Regions from separate parts of the Ovis aries genome. Here all the other regions are linked to region 1. Evidence: chromatin contacts called from public Hi-C data. All regions are on one chromosome and are shown on one strand. The core of a region is the stretch at or near the end of the contact, and the rest is flanking DNA. Distances in the headings are between cores, read along the strand shown.

Region 1 (4,045 bases), core at 938-3,437:
CTCCTGCTTTGACAGGTAGATTCTTCACCACTGTGCCACCTATCAGATTTAGCTACCACATTTAAATATTGGTTTGCAGAGCCTAAACTAAATGATAGAAAGACCAAGAGACTGAGCAACTTAGACATAAAAGTAGCAGTTATTGCCCATGGAAAAATCAAATGTAGATGAAAACATCTCTCTGAAAATGAAAGAACTCTGGATTGAGAATGCAAACCATAAGGCAAAGATTCCATTCACGTTTTTGTTTCTATTTTCCCCCAATATTTAAGATTTAATCAATATTTCCCAATATTAAATGTTAGTAAATATTTATTTTCAACCATCTAAGAGTATGTGTGTGTATGCTAGGTCCCTTCAGTCATGTCTGACTCTTTGCAACCCTATGGCCTATAGCCCTCCAGGCTCCTCTGCCATGGGATTCTCCAAGTTAGCATACTCGAGTGGATTGCCGTGCCCTCCTCCAGGGGATCTTCCCAACCCAGGGATCGAACCCATGTCTCTTACGTCTCCTGCATTGGCAGGTGGGTTCTTACCACTAGCACCACCTGGGAAGCCCATCTAAGGGTACAGTTACTTGTTTTGCAGAACTGGTGCCCACTGAACAGGATTCTGTAAGATTGTAGAATGGCTTTCCTCCTTGACACATCCTTCCAGGGTAGTTTAACATGGAGAACAGAAGGCCTCATGATGAAATGTGCTCCTGGCCTCTGAATATTATGTTTAAACAGAAGTCCTGTCTGCCTGTTTGGTACCTTAGTTTCCAGAGACCTTTCACCTTTACCATCTCGTTGGCTCTGCTCCAAGAGATGGGTGGGGAAACATTAGGACCTGAAACTCAGAGACCAGGAGACATGTTGATGTTGCCTTGGTGACTGGCCCAAGGCCAGGGCTGCTGGGCAATGGACGCAGGGCAGAATCCCTGGCGGGACAGGATGACCACCCTGAGGCCTGGCCCAGGCCAGCCAGAGAGGCTGCAGGGGCATCCTCGTGGGGTGAGAGGCAGATTGATTGTAAGGGCTCTCCCAGTGCTTAACTCTGGTAACCTGGCCTGTGTTACAGGCTTTGAGGGGAGTGGGTACCCTTGGGGATCCAGTTTTAACATTATCTCTTGGAAACCCAAATGCTTAAAGTGCTTCCTGGCTTAAAATACTCTGCTCAGATCCCACTCCCCGCAAGTGCCCCAACACTCCAGGCCAAGCAGACCCCCTCAGCCCTTGCCAGCGCAGACAGAGGGTCTGAGCCGGCCGAGGGGGACAGCCCAGGGCTGACTAGTGCAAATCTCAGCCCCAGCTCCCCAGGCTCTTCCCTGCAAGGCCTTCGCTTCTATTTAAACATCTGGGCCGAGCTCACCAACTTTTTCTTCCAAGGAAAACCACTTCCTTGACTAAACTTTCCTTTCTTTCTCTTTTACTTCAAATAAATTCTACTCCCACCCCCATTAAAAAAAATTTTTTTTTTAATTTGGCTGCCCAGGGTCTTAGTTGAGACATGTGGGACCTAGTTCCCTGACCAGGGATCGAACCTGGAACTCCTGTGTCAGGAGCGTGGAGTCTTAGCCACTAGAACACCAGGGAAGCCCCCCACCCCCATTTTTTTAATGTGTCCTTTTTTTTTTTCTAGATGGAAAAGAAAAACATGCCACCTCTTCCATTTCATTTCCCCCACCATGATCCATGCCTGCTGCATTTCGTTCAAGTCTGCCCCAGACCTGGGTGTCCTGTACAGAGGCCCTTCTGTCTTCTGTGCCTGGAGCTCTGCTCTCTAGCCTCCAAGACATCCCAGAACAGCCCCCCTCCCACTCAGCCAGCCTAACACAACCATTTCAGATTCTTTCACGCATCTCAGAGTCTTTACATAGGCTGTTCCACGCTCTATTGTTATTTAAATTTCTATCTACTACCTTAATTTCTTATGAAGGAAAACTTTAAGCTATATAAGTTGGAAGAAAAGCTAAGTGAACCCCTGTGTACCCATCACTCAGCTTCAACAAGTGTCAACGGCGGTCATTTCGGTTCCCCCGCCCTCCCCTACTCTGCCATTTTCTTTTTTGGTTTTTAAATCCCGGACATCCTCTCACGTTTTTCGTCTCTATTGTGAAGAATTTGGATTCAAGACTGCTGAGGTCCTTTTGGGTTCAGTTTGAGCAGAAGCGCAGGTTCCCTCCCGGGGAGTCCCCATTTGCCATACGCTTGCTGCCCTCTGCTGGCCGGGCTGGCTCAGGACACCTCCGCCCCAGGAGGCGCGGCGCGGGGGTGGGGAGGGGGTGGGCGGTGGTGCGGCGTGGGAACCAGGTTCTAAGGGGTGAAGGGGAGTCTGAATGGGTGGGTGGGGACTGCCTCGCCTGGGTTTGGTTAAAAAGCTGAGACCTGAGCGCCCCCCTTCAACCACATCCGTACATCCATGCAGAAAAGATCACTAGGGCAGGTCAGATAGTCTGCAGCGGTCTCACCCCCTTGCATGCACGACACCAGCATCCAGGCCCCACCCTGGACCAACAGTCAAACCCCTGAGGGGCCAGGGATCAAACATCCTTATAAACTAAAAGCCTCCGGGCTGTGTCTAACGTTCAAGCGTGTCAAGAACTGCTGGGCCAACACGCTGATGTCCGTATGCATCTTGAGCCCAAAGCTAAGAAATAGTGATTTTTAAAAAAAAGCTCATGGGGAAAAGAATAAATGAAGACTTGACCTCACAATACAAATTACTCTTGGCCTATCTTAAAAAGTTCCCTTCCGAGTGCTGACAGCTTCCGGCCAGACACTTTGGTTGAGTAACCAATACCATGGCCTTGCTAGGGATGCTACTCCTAAGTCTGGTTTCCTTTTCTTTTTTGAGATATAGTTCTACATTTGGGTGAACAGTACCACTGTTCTGTTTTGGCTTTTTACATGTCTGCATTTGTTAAGACTCCTTTCTTTGCAGATAACAGAATTCGGCTGTCACTAAGTTAGGTCAAAAATGAGAACTTGCTGGAAGGGTACTGAGACGCCACCCACAGGGCTCCTTGCCAGGAGCAGATGGCAAACAGGACACAAGGAAATGGACTCTGTCCTTTGCCTGTGGTTCTCTGCACATCTAATTCATTGCTTCTTTCTCATGGCAAACGTGTTTACTGCTCATTAATCCGCATGGCGGTACATGGCCACCAAGAGATCATGACTCACCTGTGTTCAGCTTCCAGCTGCTGGAGAAAAACTCCTTTTTCCTCTGCCTAGGTCCAAAAGTCCAGGCAGACACTTTCACGTCAGAGCCCCACTCGTGAGCCAATCAACGGTGGCCTGCAGGGCTGACTATGTAATTTGTCCAACCTGACGCCAAATGGAAAAAAGCAAGGGAAAGTGCCGTTAACGGTACATAGAAAGGCTCTTCCTTTCTTCTCCCATCTCTCAAATTATCACAGTGTGTTTTATTTTCTATTTAACACCAGTCTAAGTAAAGAAAACTCTAAATTTTAAATTATCAGTGTGAATTTTACCACTCATCTCTGGATCACGCAATGCCACTTTTAAATGGTAATATCAGAGCATTTAACTCACATGCAGAACCACTGAAATTACGTAACTAGTATTTTGTGACTCATGGGCCAGAAGAGATAAAGACAAACCAAAGTCCTCAAGATTGGAAGGAAGATGAGGGGGTGCGCCAGGTTCCCCCAGAGTGTGGGGGTACAAGATGAGTTGAGAGAGTCAGGAGCCTGGGATCTCGGCCCCACTTCCAGCCACCAAGCCCGCCTACAGGATGGCACCCCAAGACCCTGCGGCAGGGTCTAGGCAAGATGAGCCAGGTGTCCCTCCTTCCCAGATCCAGCCCCCAAACCCACAATAGGCTGTCACTCGCCAAAGATCTTTAAACTCCTGTGCCAGGAAACATGCAGTATTAGACCAGGAGTGGGCAGAGGCTTGCCCAGGCCAACACACAGCCACAATGCTGCCTGCCCAGGGCAGGGATGGCCAACACCATGCCCACTCCAAGATGCTTCAGGGTGACAGCACCCATGCCTACCTTCACACCTGAGCCTAGGCCCCTGAGGAATGGAGGGCAA
Region 2 (3,853 bases), core at 88-2,587, 360 kb before region 1:
TGAACAGATAAGGAAGGTTCCAGCCCAAAGCCTCTGTGATCCTGGTTTTCAACTAGGAAACAGAGAATCTCCAAATCTGCTTTCAAAAAATAGTTTCAATTTATAATAAGGAAATGCTAACTGACTTGCCTTGGGTCACAGAGAGTTATTAGTAGAGTTAGGATTAAAACCTAGGTCTCTCATATTAATCTGCATTACAAAGAGACAATAATAATAATAAATTTCCCCAGACTCCCCCTGTGTCTAAATTTCTTCTTGGAACTGTAAGCTAGATAGTTAGGAGGGTAATTCACCTGGGGATCATTCGGAATATTACTGATGTATTCTAATGACTTGAGGCATCTAACTCACTGCCAGGGAGGGAATTATCAGAGATATGTCTCTTTTGTGAACAACATTAACATGGATCGTGGTAACAGCAGTGATAATAAAGAAAGAATTACCTGGGCAAGCAGACCTGGCTGGATCTGAAGAGGCTGGGCTCCTGGGGCTTGAGTGACGATGGGAACGGCATTTTCCATTCGCACAGAGTAGCCAGCGTGTTTAGAGGGAGAGGCCTGCAATCCTAGAGCAGACAAGGGGTGACGGGGAGAAGGGCTGAGTAACTGGGAAGCGCTGGATGAGGAGACCTTCCTAGCCCGCTGTCAGCCCTCAGCCTCCCTTTGCACTAGTCCCCACCGGACACTGCCTGGTCCTTTGGAAGTCTTCCCTGCCTCAGTTTTTAACTTTAAAAAAAGTTTGTGTTTTTTCCTTCGGCCATGCCACATGGCTTGTTGGGATCTTAGTTTGCTGACCAGGGATAGAACCCAGGCCTTCATCAGTGGAGGCATGGAGTCCTACCCACTGGAACACCAGGGAATTCCCTCTAACTTAGGAAAAAAAAAACCCAAAATGACCTTTTTGAATGTTTTCAAAGACTCAGTCAAATTAAGGAGTCTTTAAAGCCAAAAGTGGAACAGTTATGCTGACAAATTACAGCAGGAAAACAGCTGCCTTTGTCGTGAAGATACATCTGACTGGGTCAAAGCCAGGGAGAGAGGGTAAGGCTGCTGGAACAGCACTTACTTAAACTGAACCACACAGACTCACACCAGGGGGTTTTCGGAACCAAATTCTCGAGTTTTCAAGGTAAACTATAACGACGTACCCGGTCAACTCTTGCTTAGAATTTTCAGGAGAAGAGTGCCGGGGTGCCTGGCCAGAGGTGGGGGGCACTGGCCAGGAAGTACTTTTCAGGGAGGTTTATACCCTTCACAAGAACGGGGACTAGTGCGCTGTCAGAGGTTGGCAGTGTGCTATAGATAATCCACACAGAGGTTATTCCACGGGAGGCAACACAAGGGCTGACATCAGCATAACAATGGGAGCGCGCACAATGTGCTGATTTACAGATGGTGGCTGAGCCAGGACAAAACCGCTGGCAGGTGGTGCGAATAACAAGGAATGGACTTGATGCAGAAGCCTACGTCCATTGTTTCTAGGTTGGCTGCCACAGGATGGGGGCCCTCAAGTTCAGTGATGCCAGGGCTCTCGCGGAAAGAAACAAAGAGGGCTTCAGCAGGACAGAAAAGCATGAGGCCAGCACCGCAGAGGCGGTCCTGGTGGAAGCGGGTGCGAGGCTGGGTCCTCTCTGCCTTACCTTGGAAGCCAGGTGGACACACGATGAGCGCTTGCTGGAAGGGGTCGGGCCGGGCGCAGATCTGGGCGGCTCCCGTCTGCAGGGGCATGCTCCGCTGGGCCACCGCAGCCATGGATGCCGCTGAGGGCTGGCAGAGTGCAGATTGGTAGTTTAGTATGGAGACCTCGGGATTGGCTAGGGAAAGGGTGGCACTGGTGGAGGTGGGAGCCTACAGGACTGGTGGGGATTAGACAAAAATAAACACAAATAAAACATGAGGGAGATGGCATGCTGGGAGACAGATCTAAATCAAATAAATGAACTCAAAGAAGAGCAAACGAATGAATGAAAACCACGAGCCAAAAAAAAAAAGCGAAAACGGGAGTGGAAATACAGTTGGAAAGACTTAGGGGAAAGCAGGCACCTGCAGCCCAGGACACAGAATCACCTTTGATGCTTAGATTCGGGCCTGTTCTTAATATTTTCAGGGCCTGTTCCTAATACTTGCAGGGCCTGCAAGTGCACACGGGATGCCTGCATGTCAAGTCTATACTGCAAAGTTAAGGACTGGCTAGAAAGAATTATGATCTGCCCTCCCACTCAGACATAAACACTTTCATAACTACCTGGAAGGCTTTGGTTTGAGTCTGAATCTGGATTCCTTGGCTTGGGCCCTGGAATATGGAGCCGAGTGCCTGCCTGCCTTCTCTCCAGGCCCCAGCTCTGTCCCACAACCTGAAGGCCTTTGGGTGCAGGTATTTGGACTTGGTCTTTACTGGGGAGGATGAAACTAGGAAGTGGCTCCTCAAGGCCCCAGGTCTCAGATTCCCGGAGCTTGACATGGAGGGAAACACACGCACTCGGGGAGGGCCTGGGCAGCAAGCCCTTCTGCTCAGGTCTAAGGGTAGCACTTTCAGATGCCCTTAGATGTTCACAGAGCACAGTTACTGCGAAGAAATAACGCTACAGAAACAGAGATGGAGAGGGACGCGCTGAGGCTGGGGTTGCTTGTTGGAATTCGGTGCATTCTCGTGCTGGCATTCAGAAATTAAGGTTAAAGGGCAAGGAGAAGATGCCAGGGCGTCAAGAGAACTTGAGATGGGTTAAGTTAAATGGAGATGGGTTAGACAGACACTGAAGTTATGTCCTCTCTCCTTTCTTTTTCAGAAAGAGAGAGCATTTGAGGTTGAACTTCCATGTGAAGCAAGGCCATGGAAGGAAAAGGAATTCTACATTGGGAATTCTCCAGTTTCACCCCATCTTAGTCTTCGTGCTGATCCTTTAGTAAGATAGGTGGAGTAACCCATGGCTTCAATTTCAATCTTGTTTATGAGAGATTTTGCTACTAGAGGCTACAAGGACTAAGAAAGTAAAAAGGGCAAGAGCCACAAGGCTACTGGGAAACATACAAAATTAGGACCTTAGGAAAGGTAGGCATATATGTCAGATTTGATGAAAAGGATAAAGTCTCATTTAAATGTCTTTTATACTTACATTTTATGCTGAATTTCAGTGCAAAGCATAGAATTTGTTTGAAAGTAATCACCAAATTAGGGACTGCCCATGTTTAGATTTTAAGATATTACTGTAACAACAACTGTGTTTGCACAGCATCACACAGTCAGCCTCCAGGCAGTGTAGCTGGGAATGCATGTGTGGCCCATGTAGGCCAGCATCTCTTGTCACTATTTTTTATTGAAGTGTAGTTGATTTATAATGTTGTGTTATGCATATATATTCTAACAAAAGGAAACTCTAGTGAAAGGAATAAATATGATTTTCCTATTCCCTTCCATCATAGGTTACTAAAAGGTACTAAACACAGTTCCCTGTGCAGCACGGTAGGTCCTTGCTGTTCATCTATTTAATACATAGTCATTTGCATGGGGCCAGCATTTTGTGTTGTTACCAACGGCATGACTTGTGTTTCCCTTCTGTTCTCTCTGCAGCCTCACCTCTCCTGGAGGCTCCCCTCAGACACCACTAGCCGCTCGCCCTCTACATACCAGAGTCCACACACTCTCTCCTCTTCCTGCCTCCTGGCTTCCCTCCTTGGGGCACTAGCGGCAGTCTCCTCCAGGTTCCCACACGGGTGCTCAGTGGCTCCCCCTTCTGGCCAGCCACTGGTCTTGCTGCTCCTTCCTTCCAAATGTCCCCAGAACACTCTCCCTCTTTTTAATCACTACTTCCTTTGCTAAGGCCTTCTGTCCTGGAGCCTGGGACCTGTAAGGCCTT
Region 3 (4,141 bases), core at 521-3,020, 450 kb before region 1:
GAGTGTCTGTATATCTGAGATAGTCTGGGAACAAGAGAAACGAAGGTGAGCCATTCACAGCTTGGTTTGAAGAGCTAGGCTAGAGTCAGCAGAATGGTGCAAACACGTTTTCTGCCTGAAAACCTTATGATCAAATGCAGAGGTAAGAGTCTTGACGTTACACTCCGCAGCAGCGCCCCCTGGTAGAGACCACAGGCACAGGAAAAGATTTGCCACTCCAGCTAATACACGGAGCAACTCGGGAAGGGATTTCTACAGCTGAGAAGCGGTCCAGAGAAGCCAGGGAGTCACAGGCTGGGACTCCATGCAGGAGCCTGTTCTCCAAGGAGTCACCTAACTCCCCGAAAGCTGCAGCTGGCCCCTATCTGTGATAATTAGGAAAAGCCCCACCATTCCCATCCACCGTGGGCAGGCTCACAGAGAGCAGGAGGTTTTGAAAAATACGTCCTTTCCTCCAGGTGACATGGCTCTGCGATCAGGTAAGAGCTGAATTCCAGGTCCTAATGGCTTCCAAACAGGCCAGGCGTCGGGTGTTCAGTGAGCAGCTTGCACAAACGTGAATGGCCGTTCTGATTGCTCTCTTGGTTCTCAGACCGTATCTGCTTCTATTCACGCACTTGTTCCACATGGGTCGGGGACAGCCTGTTGCTCAAGAATGACAGCTGGGACTTCCCTGGTGGTCCAGTGACTAAGACTGGGAGCTCCCAGTGCAGGGGGCTTGGGTTCAATCCCTGGTCAGGGAACTAGATCCCACGTGCCGCACCTAAAGACGCACATGCCGCAACTAAGACCCAGCACAGCCAAGTAAGTAAAAATAAATAAATACATATATTTATATATAAAGAATGGCAGCCAAGGCTCCAAATGTGGGTAAGAAGTGCTGGGTGGCCCACATTTTAAGTCCAAGGAGGCCAACAATCAGACCAAGCCTATCCACAGGGCTGACTGAGTGGTGCCTATTGAAAACTTTCCCTTTTCCTCATCCTCCTCCCTCAACACGCCCCCAATAGGGAAGGAGGTCAGCAGCCTTTGGGAGCTCAGTGCTTGTCGGGAGAAGCTATTCTCTTAAAAGGCGGGTGGTGCCTTCCCTCCATGAAGCCAAGTTGAAGACTGCAAGAAAACCCCTAAGCGGGGTGTCTGAAAAGAGGAGACTGGAGTCCTTTTCCACCTGATTGTTTGCTGAGCTGCAGAAACCACTTGCCTCCTGAGATTTTTCTGGAGCAAGTGGGCTGGTGGGGATGAGGTGGCTCAGGGCCAGGCCGGTCCAGAAACTTCGGAGGTCGGTCCCGCCAGGTCTTCTGAGTCTCTAACCCGGGGTGCACTCAGGGAGGGTGCACTCAGGCTAACCCTGGTGGTGCTCCCTCTGACACCCTGGTCTCCAGAACGCCTTTCCCCAGTCCCGACAAGTAGTGGGGTATCCTGAGCCAGAATTCTCCCAGAGAGGTCTTATGCGCAGTGTGGCTCTGAGCCGACCTGTGTGGGGCCACCGGTCCGTCCTGCTGAAGAGCGAGGCATCCTCAACAGGAGGCCTGACTCAGAGCTCGGACCAGACCCGCCTCCACCCGCGGAGATGGCCCCAGGCCGCGTGTTGTTGTCGGGCAGGAAAGCGCCATCCCGCATCCGCCCCCAACAAGGCCTTCTGGAACGGGGTCCAGTCCCCTCCACAGAACTTTCCCGCACTCATCGGAACGTTACACAGGTTTACTTCGGCCACCCGAGGTTAGAACGTGGTAGTATACCCTTAGATATCGCTAGATGGCGACCCTGCGTTAAGGGAAAGGGAAACATCGCTGGAAACAGCGCCGCTCACCGCCTGCCTGCCTCTCGGCCGAGGCGGGGTCCCTGGAGGGAATCGAGACGGAAGACGGTGCAGGCGGAAGGTGGTGGCTTTCAGATTCTCCCGGGGGCTCCGGGGGCGTGGCTCCGGGGGGGGCAATTCCTCCCCCAGACCCCCCGGGAGCGGGTGATGTCCTTCCCCAGGAGCGCGCTTAAGCTCCAGCCCAGCTTCCCGCGGCTCCGGAGCTGTGCGCACACGCGGAGTGGTTACTTGCGTTACCCGCTGGGGACCAGTTTCCCCCCACAAAGGCTGTTTTCAGGTGAAGCATCATCTCAGGGCAAAGACATGAGCCCTGCGAGACGGGGAGAGTACACTCACGGCTGAGCACCGGCCTCCAAGGCACAGGCTCAAGGCGACGGCCAAGGTGGCGCCCGCGCACCGCAGCAAGGTCAGACCCAGGGCAGGTTCCTAGAAAAACCAGGGTGGCTCGCAACTGTACACTTTAAATAACAACAACAACAGCGGGCTTCCCAGGTGGCGCTAGCTGTAAAGAACCTTCCTGCCGACGCAGGAGACGTGAGAAACGCAGGTTCGATTCCTGGGTCGGGAAGATCCCCTGGAGGAGGGCTTGGCAATCCATTCCAGTATTCTTGTCTAGAGAATCCCATGGACAGGGGAGCCTGGTGGGCTACGGTCTATACGGTTGCAAAGGGTCGGACACAACTGAAGCGACTTCGCCAAAACAAACAACAGCAACAATAATGAAAGCTCTGCAGTGTGTTTGGAAGCTTGTGGAATTGGTCCGAGGGTGCTCAGTTGTGTCCGACTCTTTGTGACCCCCATGGACACATGCCCACCAAGCTCCTCTATTCATGGGATTTCCCAGGCAAGAGTACTGGGATGGGTTGCCATTTCCTCCTCCAGGGAATCTTCCCCCCTCGGGGATCGAACCTGTGTTTGCTGCATTGCAGGCGGATTCTTTACCACTGAGCCACAAGGACGCTGTCTGGGCATATTTGAAGTGGCCACTTTCAAATCTTCACCCTTTATATTAATTTGCAGTACTATATATTTTGTGTATGTTTCATTTCAGTCCTAAAACAACTCCCTCAGGGCGAGGGGGAACGGAGCTTTACTGCAGGGAGGTGATTTGCCCAAGCCCAGTGGTAAATTAACAGCCCAACTAGGGCCGAAGCTAGTCTGTGCCGAATCACAGGAAGCTTGTGCCAAGATGGCTTGTGTTCTGGACGCTGTGTAAGTTCAGGGAATTCAGCACTCAATAAGATGCCAGGTTCCTCTTTTTGATAGTTGATAGTTACTCAGAGAGATGTTGGGCCCTGATCACCCCACCTCAAACAGCGCCCCCTACCTACCAACAGTCACCACCCTCTCTCCTTCAGTCTCCTCATAGCAAACTACCCCACCCGGGGAAGGTTTATTGCCTACCCCTCCCCCCACTACAGCATCCACTCCGGAAGCCCAGGAAGAGGCCTGCAAGTCTCCAGTCTCCAACCAGCCCCTTCACGCAGGCTTTCTTGCTCCACCTCTCTTTGGGCAGAGCTGCCCCGGAACTTTCAGTTCTCTAGAAGTGTTCCCTGCCACCACAGCTGCTGCTCCAGAAACCGAGTTATGGGTTTCTTGTTTGGCTTCCAGCCCCCAGAGGGCACTCCCCTTCCCTATTGGCTATTCACTGTGCCCCACGGTTGCCAAATTCGGGCTTCTGGTCTGGGTGAGGGAAAACATCTCATAGGAACTGCCGAGAGTCCAAAACAGTTCACATGGTTGGGGAAAAAGTCCGCAGCAGCTGCTTTGTCTTCAAGAGACCTGTTTCTCAGGGGCTTCTTAAATCTTCAACTGTTCAAACATGGGACTGGCTCTAGAGAATTTAATGACTGTCACAACTGTGTGTGTGTGTGTGTGCGTGCGCGCGCTAGTGACATCTAGTGGATAGACAGACACCAAATTGATGCTTTTGAACTGTGGTGTTGGAGAAGACTCTTGAGAGTCCCTTGGACTGCAAGGAAATCCAACCAGTCCATCCTAAAGGAAATTGGTCCTGAATATTCACTGGAAGGACTGATACTAAAGCTGAAACTCCAATACTTTGGCCACCTGATGTGAAGAGCTGACTCACTGGAAAAGACCCTGATGCTGGGAAAGATTGAGGGCAGGAGGAAAAGGGGACCACAGAGGATGAGATGGTTGGATGGCATCATCGACTTGATGGACATGGGTTTGAGTGGACTCCAGGAGTTGGTGATGGACAGGGAGGCCTGGTGTGCCGCAGTTCATGGGGTCGCAAAGAGTTGGACACGACTGAACCACTGAACTAAACTGAACTGAATGGTGTCAGGGCTTCCCTGT

The links. A called contact is a pair of places that touch in the nucleus more often than the background predicts.
Region 2: a contact with region 1 is called in a Hi-C map of hypothalamus, with 7 times the contacts expected there. The contact joins two enhancer-like sites. A contact is called at or near these places in 5 of 16 Hi-C or Micro-C datasets (blood, hypothalamus, liver and 2 more).
Region 3: a Hi-C map of hypothalamus shows a contact between it and region 1, with 2.6 times the contacts expected there. The contact joins two enhancer-like sites. A contact is called at or near these places in 2 of 16 Hi-C or Micro-C datasets (hypothalamus and liver).

Annotation. Positions count from the first base shown.
Region 1 is chr4:104,881,669-104,885,713 of ARS-UI_Ramb_v3.0, forward strand. The region is part of intron 8 of TBXAS1 (thromboxane A synthase 1); the gene reads left to right. Among named protein-coding and RNA genes, the nearest start is that of PARP12, 63 kb to the right of the region's middle. Within about 2 kb of position 2,188, at least 10 of the 54 cell types and tissues checked have an H3K27ac peak or open chromatin away from gene starts, as enhancers often do. A contact at or near this core is called in hypothalamus and liver, where this site is marked.
Region 2 is chr4:104,523,979-104,527,831 of ARS-UI_Ramb_v3.0, forward strand. It overlaps HIPK2 (homeodomain interacting protein kinase 2), which reads right to left. Exons shown (of 15, transcript XM_027968868.3): 8 at 1,640-1,766; 9 at 444-565. Among named protein-coding and RNA genes, the nearest start is that of CLEC2L, 83 kb to the left of the region's middle. Within about 2 kb of position 1,338, at least 10 of the 54 cell types and tissues checked have an H3K27ac peak or open chromatin away from gene starts, as enhancers often do. A contact at or near this core is called in hypothalamus, where this site is marked.
Region 3 is chr4:104,427,176-104,431,316 of ARS-UI_Ramb_v3.0, forward strand. No RefSeq gene overlaps it. Among named protein-coding and RNA genes, the nearest start is that of CLEC2L, 13 kb to the right of the region's middle. Within about 2 kb of position 1,771, at least 15 of the 54 cell types and tissues checked have an H3K27ac peak or open chromatin away from gene starts, as enhancers often do. A contact at or near this core is called in hypothalamus and liver, where this site is marked.